Regions from separate parts of the Triticum aestivum genome. Here all the other regions are linked to region 3. The links are chromatin contacts, called in public Hi-C maps. All regions are on one chromosome and are shown on one strand. The core of a region is the stretch at or near the end of the contact, and the rest is flanking DNA. Distances in the headings are between cores, read along the strand shown.

Region 1 (2,700 bases), core at 87-2,586, 150 kb after region 3:
TTCTCCTAATGATGTGATCCCGTTATCAATGACATCCAATGTCCATAGTCAGGAAACCATGACTATTTGTTGATCAACGAGCTAGTCAACTAGAGGCTCACTAGGGACATATTGTGGTCTATGTATTCACACGTGTATTACGATTTTCAGATAATACAATTATAGCATGAATAAAAGACAATTATCATGAAAAGGGAAATATAATAATAATCCTTTTATTATTGCCTCTAGGGCATATTTCCAACATGCCCCACGCGGCCCGGCCGGCCCCCTGGCCTCACGAACCGGGACCTATGCCTCCATGGGTCCCGGTTCATGAGTGAACCGAGATTAATGGGCTTTCCCTGATTGGACCAAAGCCATGTTTCTACTAGTGGGATACTATAGGCACATCATTTCCTTTGATCTGCTTATCCTATGGTGGCCTACGTGAGCAATGGAATCAGATATGCATTTTTTGCTAACTGGAATAAACTTTTCTGCCACCTGGAGTAAACGCAGAGAAAATACCACTCTAATAAATCTACCACAATCTCACATGGGCAAGTTTGTATCACATATTTGAAAGATGAGGCATCAATAAAATCTGTTAATTATTATTAAAATACCAAAGTGGTTGTTCGAATTTCAGAAGAAACATGATGTATTGAGTCAAACTTTAAGGTGCATGCTGAGTTTGGAGTCGCTTCAAGGAAAACAATGGTACACCCGTAACTTCAAGGAAAGAGTGCCAGTAAGAGTTTATACACTATTTGCACTGGACTATAGCCTAAGAACTTCCTAGAAGCAATGTCAAATGCTAGAATCCATGGTGAAACAGTCTTCTGAAAGTGTACTAAAATTGAACCTTAAAGTACCATGTAGACTAAACTTGGAGATCGTATACATATGAGTTAACTAATTGGGTTGAAAATAAAAATAGTAATTCGTTGTTCTGTTACGCAAAACTTATGGCAGTTGAATCATGTAGTTATCAACCAAAAGATGGCCCACATTAATTCTGGTTCATTAGATTGTTGGTTGTAGTGCAATATGAGACAGAGAATTAACTCGATGTGGACAGCCTGATGACGTGTTTCTTTGCAAAATTAAAGAAAAGTGACCAATTAAAGAAGCTAAACAACGATATTTTCGACCATACAAAAGTAAACAAAAATGAATCTAACTATCAGCCTCACTGTGTCAATTATTTCTTTATACACAAGATTGAAATGGTTGAAAGGGTGGGTCTATTCTAATAACACCCTCTTAAGACCTTATTCTACACACACAAAATTTTATTCTGCACACCACCCTAACCGACAGAGCCAGCCGAGCCGATCCACCCCACCCACTCTTTCCTCTCCTCCCACGACCTCTCCTCTCCACCTTCTTCCCCCCCACCCCAGTCGGTCCTCCCGCACCTACCATGCGTCAGATCTGCGCCAGCCCCGCGGGTCAGGACACCGCACCCCCGACCACTTCCTACCCCGCGGCGGTTCTCCCACCACCGACCACCGACGACCCAACTGCAGTGCCTCCTCCTTCCTCCAGCTCCATCGGGGCCCTGCCCCACCCCGCCTCCTTCCTCCAACATGGCCGGTTCGGGCCAGCGCCCTCCCAACTGCCGGCGCACTCCGCGGCGATGGCGGGATCCGGCCGCCACTGGCCCCCAACGAGGCCCCCTCCATCGGATCCGGCGGCCACTGCCCCCCTATGACCACTACCGGAGCTCCTCCGTGCAATCCTCCTCTACCTCCCTCTCCCGCACCTGCCCGGCTTCCCACTGCTGCCCTTCCCTCCCCTCTAGTGGCCGTGGACGTTGGCGATCGTCGGATCCGGCCTCCACCGCGCCTGGATCCACTGGATTCGTGGATCCCCCACGCGTGTTCCCCAGTCAGCCCCACCTCGCCGACCCTACTTCCTTTGTCGCCGGCGCCGGCGCCCTGGCCCTGCCCAAGCCCACTTCTTTCTCCCCCCTACCCCGTGGTTTGGATTCCGTGTTGCGGCCCCACCACCAGATCCGTCCAGGGGAGGCAGAGGGGCTCCGGGCCGCCACCACCGGCCACACGCGGCCACCACCTCCACGAAGGGGTGCTCCGGGCCACCACCGCCGGCGCCGCGCCCTTGACTTCCCCACTGGATGCACCCTCACCAGCGGGCTAGGCCACGAGCATAGAGGAGGAAGGAGAAGTTCTCCTATCGGGTGCCGCTCCCAACCAGCATCGATCTGGTTCCCCTCCCCCTCGATGAGCTCCTCCCTGTTTGCTACTGCTTCCCCCGACGGTTGCAGCTCCTTTGAATATGTTTTGAAGCTCACTGAATATTTTTTGCAGTTCATTGTGAAAATCCATGGAGAAGTCCATTTCTTTTTAGATGCAGTACGCCTCGTCGACGCAGCTCATCTGAAAAAATAGTGTAGTTCGTTGCTATAGAAGGTTGTGAGTTATATCAGTGGAGATAATGTAAAAAGAAACTATGCAGCTCATTGTGTGTATGCTTGCAAAATGCGGTGTGTGTATGCGTGCAGTCCACCCCCTCAGTCATCTGTTTTTTTAGATGACAAAAATGTATTGTCAGATGCGGTGGTCTCACTTCTTTTGAAAAATGATTGCAGTGCGGTGTGTGTATGCGTGCAGTGCGCTGCTATGGTCCGCTGTTAGGTGATACTGTTTTTTGTTTTGTTCTTTTGTTTAGAAAAAAATCAAGTGGACTTCAGTT
Region 2 (2,700 bases), core at 162-2,661, 220 kb after region 3:
TTGGGAGTAGGGATAACTTGCCCTCGGGTAGGCAGCCTATGTGAAATCTCCTAGGTTAAGTACCTAGCATCTCTCAGCTTTAGCACGTCCTCTTCCGTGACGGAGGAGGGCATCCACCGGCCTCGTAGGTCAGGACCGGACATTGTCGAAGATCGAAGGTACCCGAATTTGGAGCCCTGGGTGTTGGAACTCGGGGAGAGGGGCGGATTCAATAGAGGATTGAATAAAAAGAACGGGCCTTGGTCTCATTATAAAGAGGAAGAATACCAAGAGTCGTCCCCGTGACCGTTGGGAACCCGCCTTCGATGGAGGGGGCGTGGCAACGGGCGCGGTTGGGTTACCCACGTCCGTATTGATGAGAATCCCGGAATAAGGGGAACACGATCTCTGCTTCGACAAGACGTGCCAAGGAAACCGCTTCGCTAAACGCGCTGAGGTGGAACAATAAAAACAATTCGAGTAAAGGCTTGGAAGTGGTGTGACGTCACGCCATAGAATACGTCAGTAGATCGATCTTGTGCAACATTATTCTCTCTACGGTGGTACGTGGAATTTAGTTTTGCAGAGCCGGACACTAACCTGGTGTTCACAATCTTCTATAAATTATTCGAAGGAGGAACCCGCCTTGCAATGCCGAAGACGATATGCGCGCCGGACTCGTCGTCATTGAAGCCTGGTTCAGGGGCTACTGAGGGAGTTCCGGACTAGGGGGTGTCCGGATAGCCGAACTATCATCATCGGCCGGACTCCAAGACCATGAAGATACAAGATTGAAGACTTCGCCCCGTGTCCAGATGGGACTTTCCTTGGCGTGGAAGGCAAGCTTGGCGATATGGATATGTAGATCTCCTACCTTTGTAACTGACTTTGTGTAACCCTAGCCCTCTCTGGTGTCTATATAAACCGGATGGTTGTAGTCCATAGGACGAACAACAATCATACCATAGGCTAGCTTCTAGGGTTTAGCCTCCTTGATCTCGTGGTAGATCCACTCTTGTAACACACATCATCAATATTAATCAAGCAGGACGTAGGGTTTTACCTCCATCAAGAGGGCCCGAACCTGGGTATAACATCGTGTCCCTTGTCTCCTGTTACCATCCGCCTAGACGCACAGTTCGGGACCCCCTACCCGAGATCCGCCGGTTTTGACACCGACACAAACTGAGCTCAAAAGAAGAAGAGAAGGGGGGCAAACTGTGCAAAATTTTGAAATAGATACAGACGAGGGAATTCCCACCCAGCCATAAAAGATAAAAATTGTGGCGAGCGGTTAGGTCCATGCCGACAATCAGCCTGGTTAAAGGACCCAAGCCCAGGAGAGTTAAGGCCGTGTACAACAACGCCGGAGGTCGCAGCCCATTCGGTGTGGAAGGACAGTCGGAGTTGGACACGTCACGGTGAAAACCCTTGACCCTATCATAGGTCTCGACGGTGATGGCGTGTTGCGTTGGCAACCTCTTGGGAGCAGCAGCGTGGAGCTCATGTGCCCTCCGGTTGTGTCTCTTCAACATCGGCCGGCGAGCCCGGATCCTATCGATAAGCTCCTTCTACGGTTGAGAACATCAATTGCAACTTTTAAGCAGCTCACCTTTCAGTCTTGTGCTTTTAGAGGCCATAAGGAGACATCCCAGTCAAGAAATAGAGAGAATTTTGTTGAAATGCTAAAGCTTCTTGCAAAGTTCAATCCTAACATTGTTGTTGTTGTTGTTGTTGTTGTTGTTGTTGTTGTTTGAATAATGCTTCAAAATGTTGTAAATACACGTCACATGAGATTCAAAAGGAGACCTTAAGTATTGATGCAATGAAAGTTACGAAGCATGTCCGTAAGGAAATTGGGGATTCAAAGATCTCTATTCTGGTGGATGAAACATGTGATGCTAAAAAAGGAGGAAATGGTATTGGTTTTTAGGATTGTTGAGCTATTTTACAAGAGCGGAACACTGAATCATTAACACTCAAGGGAGAGTTGCCTGCTCTTTTATCCAAGCATTTATTTGATGTCCAAAATATTTGTGGCCAACGAGGGTGTATATTATGTTCATTGTTATTCACATCACTTTGGAACTTGCCGATGTTGCTACATCTAGGGACGTGGTACATGTATCCCAGTTTTTTACAGAAACTTCTCTCTATTTCAGCATAGTTGACTCCGTTCAAAGTGACATGATGAGTTGCATGATATGCAGGTTGCTGAGATTGCACACTTGATTGATAATGATCATATCGAGACAGGGCAAGGGGTGAATCAGATCATAGCACTAAAGCAGTCATGAGACACTAGATGGGGTTCACATTTAGGTTCGATTTCCAACCTTATGGACATGTTTAATTTTGAAAATTCAGTTCTGTAAATCATATCTTTAGATGCATCAGTTGGCTCAAACTGCACAAATAGAGATACTGCTTTTGAGCACTTGACATCCTTTGAGTTTTTATTTGTCCTATGTATAATCAGAGACATAATGGGAATCAGTTAAAGCTTGACTACTAGGAAAAACCTTATATGTGGAGGCTTATCAGTAGCGCGGCTTAAAAGTAGGCGCTACTGCTAACTAGCAGCAGCGAGGGTACAAAGAGTGTGCTACAGGTAATACTTAGCAGTAGCGCGGATCCACGGCCCAGGCGCTGCTGCTAAGTGGGCCACACGACCACCCCCGGGTCAAGCCTTAGTAGCAGTGCAGTTTGCCGAAACGCGCT
Region 3 (2,700 bases), core at 47-2,546:
TGTTTGCATGCATATGGTCTCTTAAGTACTCCCTCTGTCTCATAATATAAGAACGTTTTTCAAGCTATGTAAGCTTGAAAAACGTTCTTATATTATGGGACGGAGGGAGTACTTCTTATCACATATTTTGGGTTTTCTTTTATGGAACTAAGTGCCTAATGCTCAGACCCTGGCACTTCTAATGATTGTCAGTACTCTGTAAGATACTGTCTAAACCAATGCAGTGGGATTGTTGGAATATTTATGTTACCATTTATTTTTCTATATTTTGCTCCTATGGCCATTCGTTTCTATATTTTTTTTAACAGAAACACTGGCTGTAAAATCAGCACAATCTTTTCTAGTTTTTTAAAAGTCTTCTCTGTAAACATGCAATTTCTGTCAGGAAGATAAGTGGAAGGTATTTACTTACCATCGCCGTTGTCATTAGCTCTCAAGACAATGAAACAATATTTCATCAATGGAAGGAGAAGCACAGTGTAGATAATCAGGGACATGACACCAAGGAGGTCATCTGTGTCCTTGATCCCACCAGTAAAGGTGCTGGAAAACACATAGAGGGGCGAAGTTCCCATGTCCCCATAAACCACACCTAGGCTCTGGAAGGCCAAGTGCAGTGTCGTCGCCCAGCCAACCTGCTTTGCAGGAAGAAAGAGTAGAAAATCAGAGTCAGATTTCAAAAAATTACATTCACCTCAAGTAAAGCAGCTTATTAATATTCTCAGTTGTTTGATTGTGCAAGCTTAAGATGTTAAAGCAGAAGTTAATTAATATGGTTGGTTGTTTGGTTTTGCAAGCTCATGATGCTGAAGCAGCTGCTATGTTTAGTTACTTCACGTAATTAAGTGATAAGTCTGCCATGATGGGATGACATCATAATACATTAGTTACTTTTAGCAGCCTTCCTTGACAAAACTGTGCTGTCTGTAATATTACAAGCGCATACTGTTATCTTTCTGTGAGATTTCTTGTTTGCAGTTCATGAGAAAGCACCCCATCATAACAGGAACCAGAAAATGTTGATGCAGCTCCCTTGCTTGTATTGTAAGGAAATGAAGATTTCTGTTGAACCGAGGAAGAGAGCAAGGGAAGAACAGACCTTGGCTGCATAGCTATAGCCACCAGGAATCTTCCCGGCCTCCATATGCAGGGAGTCGAACCTCTGCAGCCTCCTCGGGGGCGACGGCGGCACCTTCACCGACGCAAACGCAGAGCCCGCTTCAGCAGCCCCATTGCCGTTTGTTTTCAGAGGCTCAGCCATCGTGGAGGTACGATGATGATCTCTCACTCTTACCGGCCTTCTGTGTTATTGTTTAACAATGACTTGCTTTTATAGGCACACACCGGGTGGGCCCAGGCATGACAACAGGTTCGTTACTTTTCTCTGTAAACCGCGTGTGATCTGAACCTGTGGTGCTGGGGTATGAATGTGGGATCCTCGTGCAACCAACAGGCTTCTCACTGAATGTTGGTGAAGTCAAATATTGTTATCGTTTGCTTTAGTCGGTCTCACCCTAGCCGTCTTTCTACGCCGTAGTCGGGAATCTTGTGATCTTGAACAGTAAGGTAACCAGGGAAGGTGGCTACGGGGGATGGCACGGTGACTTTTCTGCATGAGCTTCTCTTGTCACCTGTGACTTGTGAGCGTGTTTCATTTGCAGTTTATCTCTGCTTACTTCGTGGCAGTGTAAAGAAAATTTCAATGTTGAATATGGTTAGAAAGTTAGAATATGGGCACTTAGATGGACATCATGAACTAATCACCATGTCTCAGATGAAAAAAGAACTCTATGAACACGGATTTAACTGCTCATCGAACTCTGTGCTGATATTATCTGGTGAAAACTTTGTTTCAGAAAAAAAAAATCTGTTCTAAGTTCTAACAACATGGTTGCACTGCATTAGCAAATGTTTACTGTTCTAAACTTGATTTTTGCAACCCGTTTAGCAGGCCCTGTGACGTCTCAACCAGAAGCCAGCCACACATGCCATCTCACCATCAGACCCGTCAAGGGCTTTGAACAGTGTGTAACAGACGGCCCAAACCGGCAGGCAAAAGGATTGACCCGCGGTGCCGTGCGCCCGACTCGAGCAGCCGTTCTAGGCGAGCGGAAGACGACAAGGCAACAGCAGGCCCGCCCGGTGGTTTCAACTCCCTTTCGTGCGAATTGCGATGCGATTCTCCCAAGCCGGAAGGCGGGCTTGACCGGACACACTGACTGACCATGTACTCCGTATCATGTATGCATGCTTTCTCGCGCACGCAGGATCTTCCCGGAGAACGGTCGTCCTGATGGTGGCATCCCAAGTGATAGGCCACTTGCCTCGCCAAAGTGGCCTGGCTCTTTTGACCGCATGCACATGCGCGTGATCTGATCACATCACCGAGGTACGTACTATGTCTTGGGTTTTTCGCACGTCGATTGTTGCTTGAACTTGGCTGCTTCTCCTCCTGCCAAAACTTTCCAGGCTTAGTCAGTCAGTCTCCGGTGCGTGTGGCATGGGCAGTGGATTAGGAGCGAGCAAGTAAACGCCGCAGCATCGCTGCTGTGCTGCCAATGTTCCACTGCCAGCGTAGCTTATGGTGGTTTTACCAGTAAGTATAGTTCATTTTTGGGATGCTAATTACCAATCAAGCGCACGCGGGAATCTTTCGCCTCGGTATTATTTTGAACTCGCAAAAATCTCCATTTTTGAGTT

What was found. Hi-C and Micro-C count contacts between places; a contact is called where the count stands out from the background.
Region 1: a Hi-C map of leaf shows a contact between it and region 3, with 5 times the contacts expected there. The contact joins the promoter of LOC123066289 here to the promoter of LOC123072138 in region 3. A contact is called at or near these places in 2 of 5 Hi-C or Micro-C datasets (both in leaf).
Region 2: a Hi-C map of leaf shows a contact between it and region 3, with 4 times the contacts expected there. The contact joins the enhancer-like site here to the promoter of LOC123072138 in region 3. A contact is called at or near these places in 2 of 5 Hi-C or Micro-C datasets (both in leaf).

Annotation. Positions count from the first base shown.
Region 1 is chr3B:743,762,319-743,765,018 of IWGSC CS RefSeq v2.1, reverse strand. LOC123066289 reads left to right here and starts at 1,336. Exons shown (of 1, transcript XM_044489400.1): 1 at 1,336-2,700. The coding sequence starts at 1,575. The coding sequence ends at 2,396.
Region 2 is chr3B:743,692,157-743,694,856 of IWGSC CS RefSeq v2.1, reverse strand. No RefSeq gene overlaps it. Among protein-coding and RNA genes, the nearest start is that of LOC123072136, 15 kb to the left of the region's middle. Within about 2 kb of position 1,411, at least 1 of the 8 cell types and tissues checked has an H3K27ac peak or open chromatin away from gene starts, as enhancers often do. A contact at or near this core is called in leaf, where this site is marked.
Region 3 is chr3B:743,909,566-743,912,265 of IWGSC CS RefSeq v2.1, reverse strand. It overlaps LOC123072138 (potassium transporter 5), which reads right to left and starts at 1,296. Exons shown (of 9, transcript XM_044495691.1): 1 at 1,100-1,296; 2 at 413-635. The coding sequence starts at 1,261. LOC123072139 (a long non-coding RNA gene) reads left to right here. Exons shown (of 5, transcript XR_006434851.1): 2 at 1,050-1,268; 3 at 1,337-1,369; 4 at 1,949-2,389; 5 at 2,470-2,700.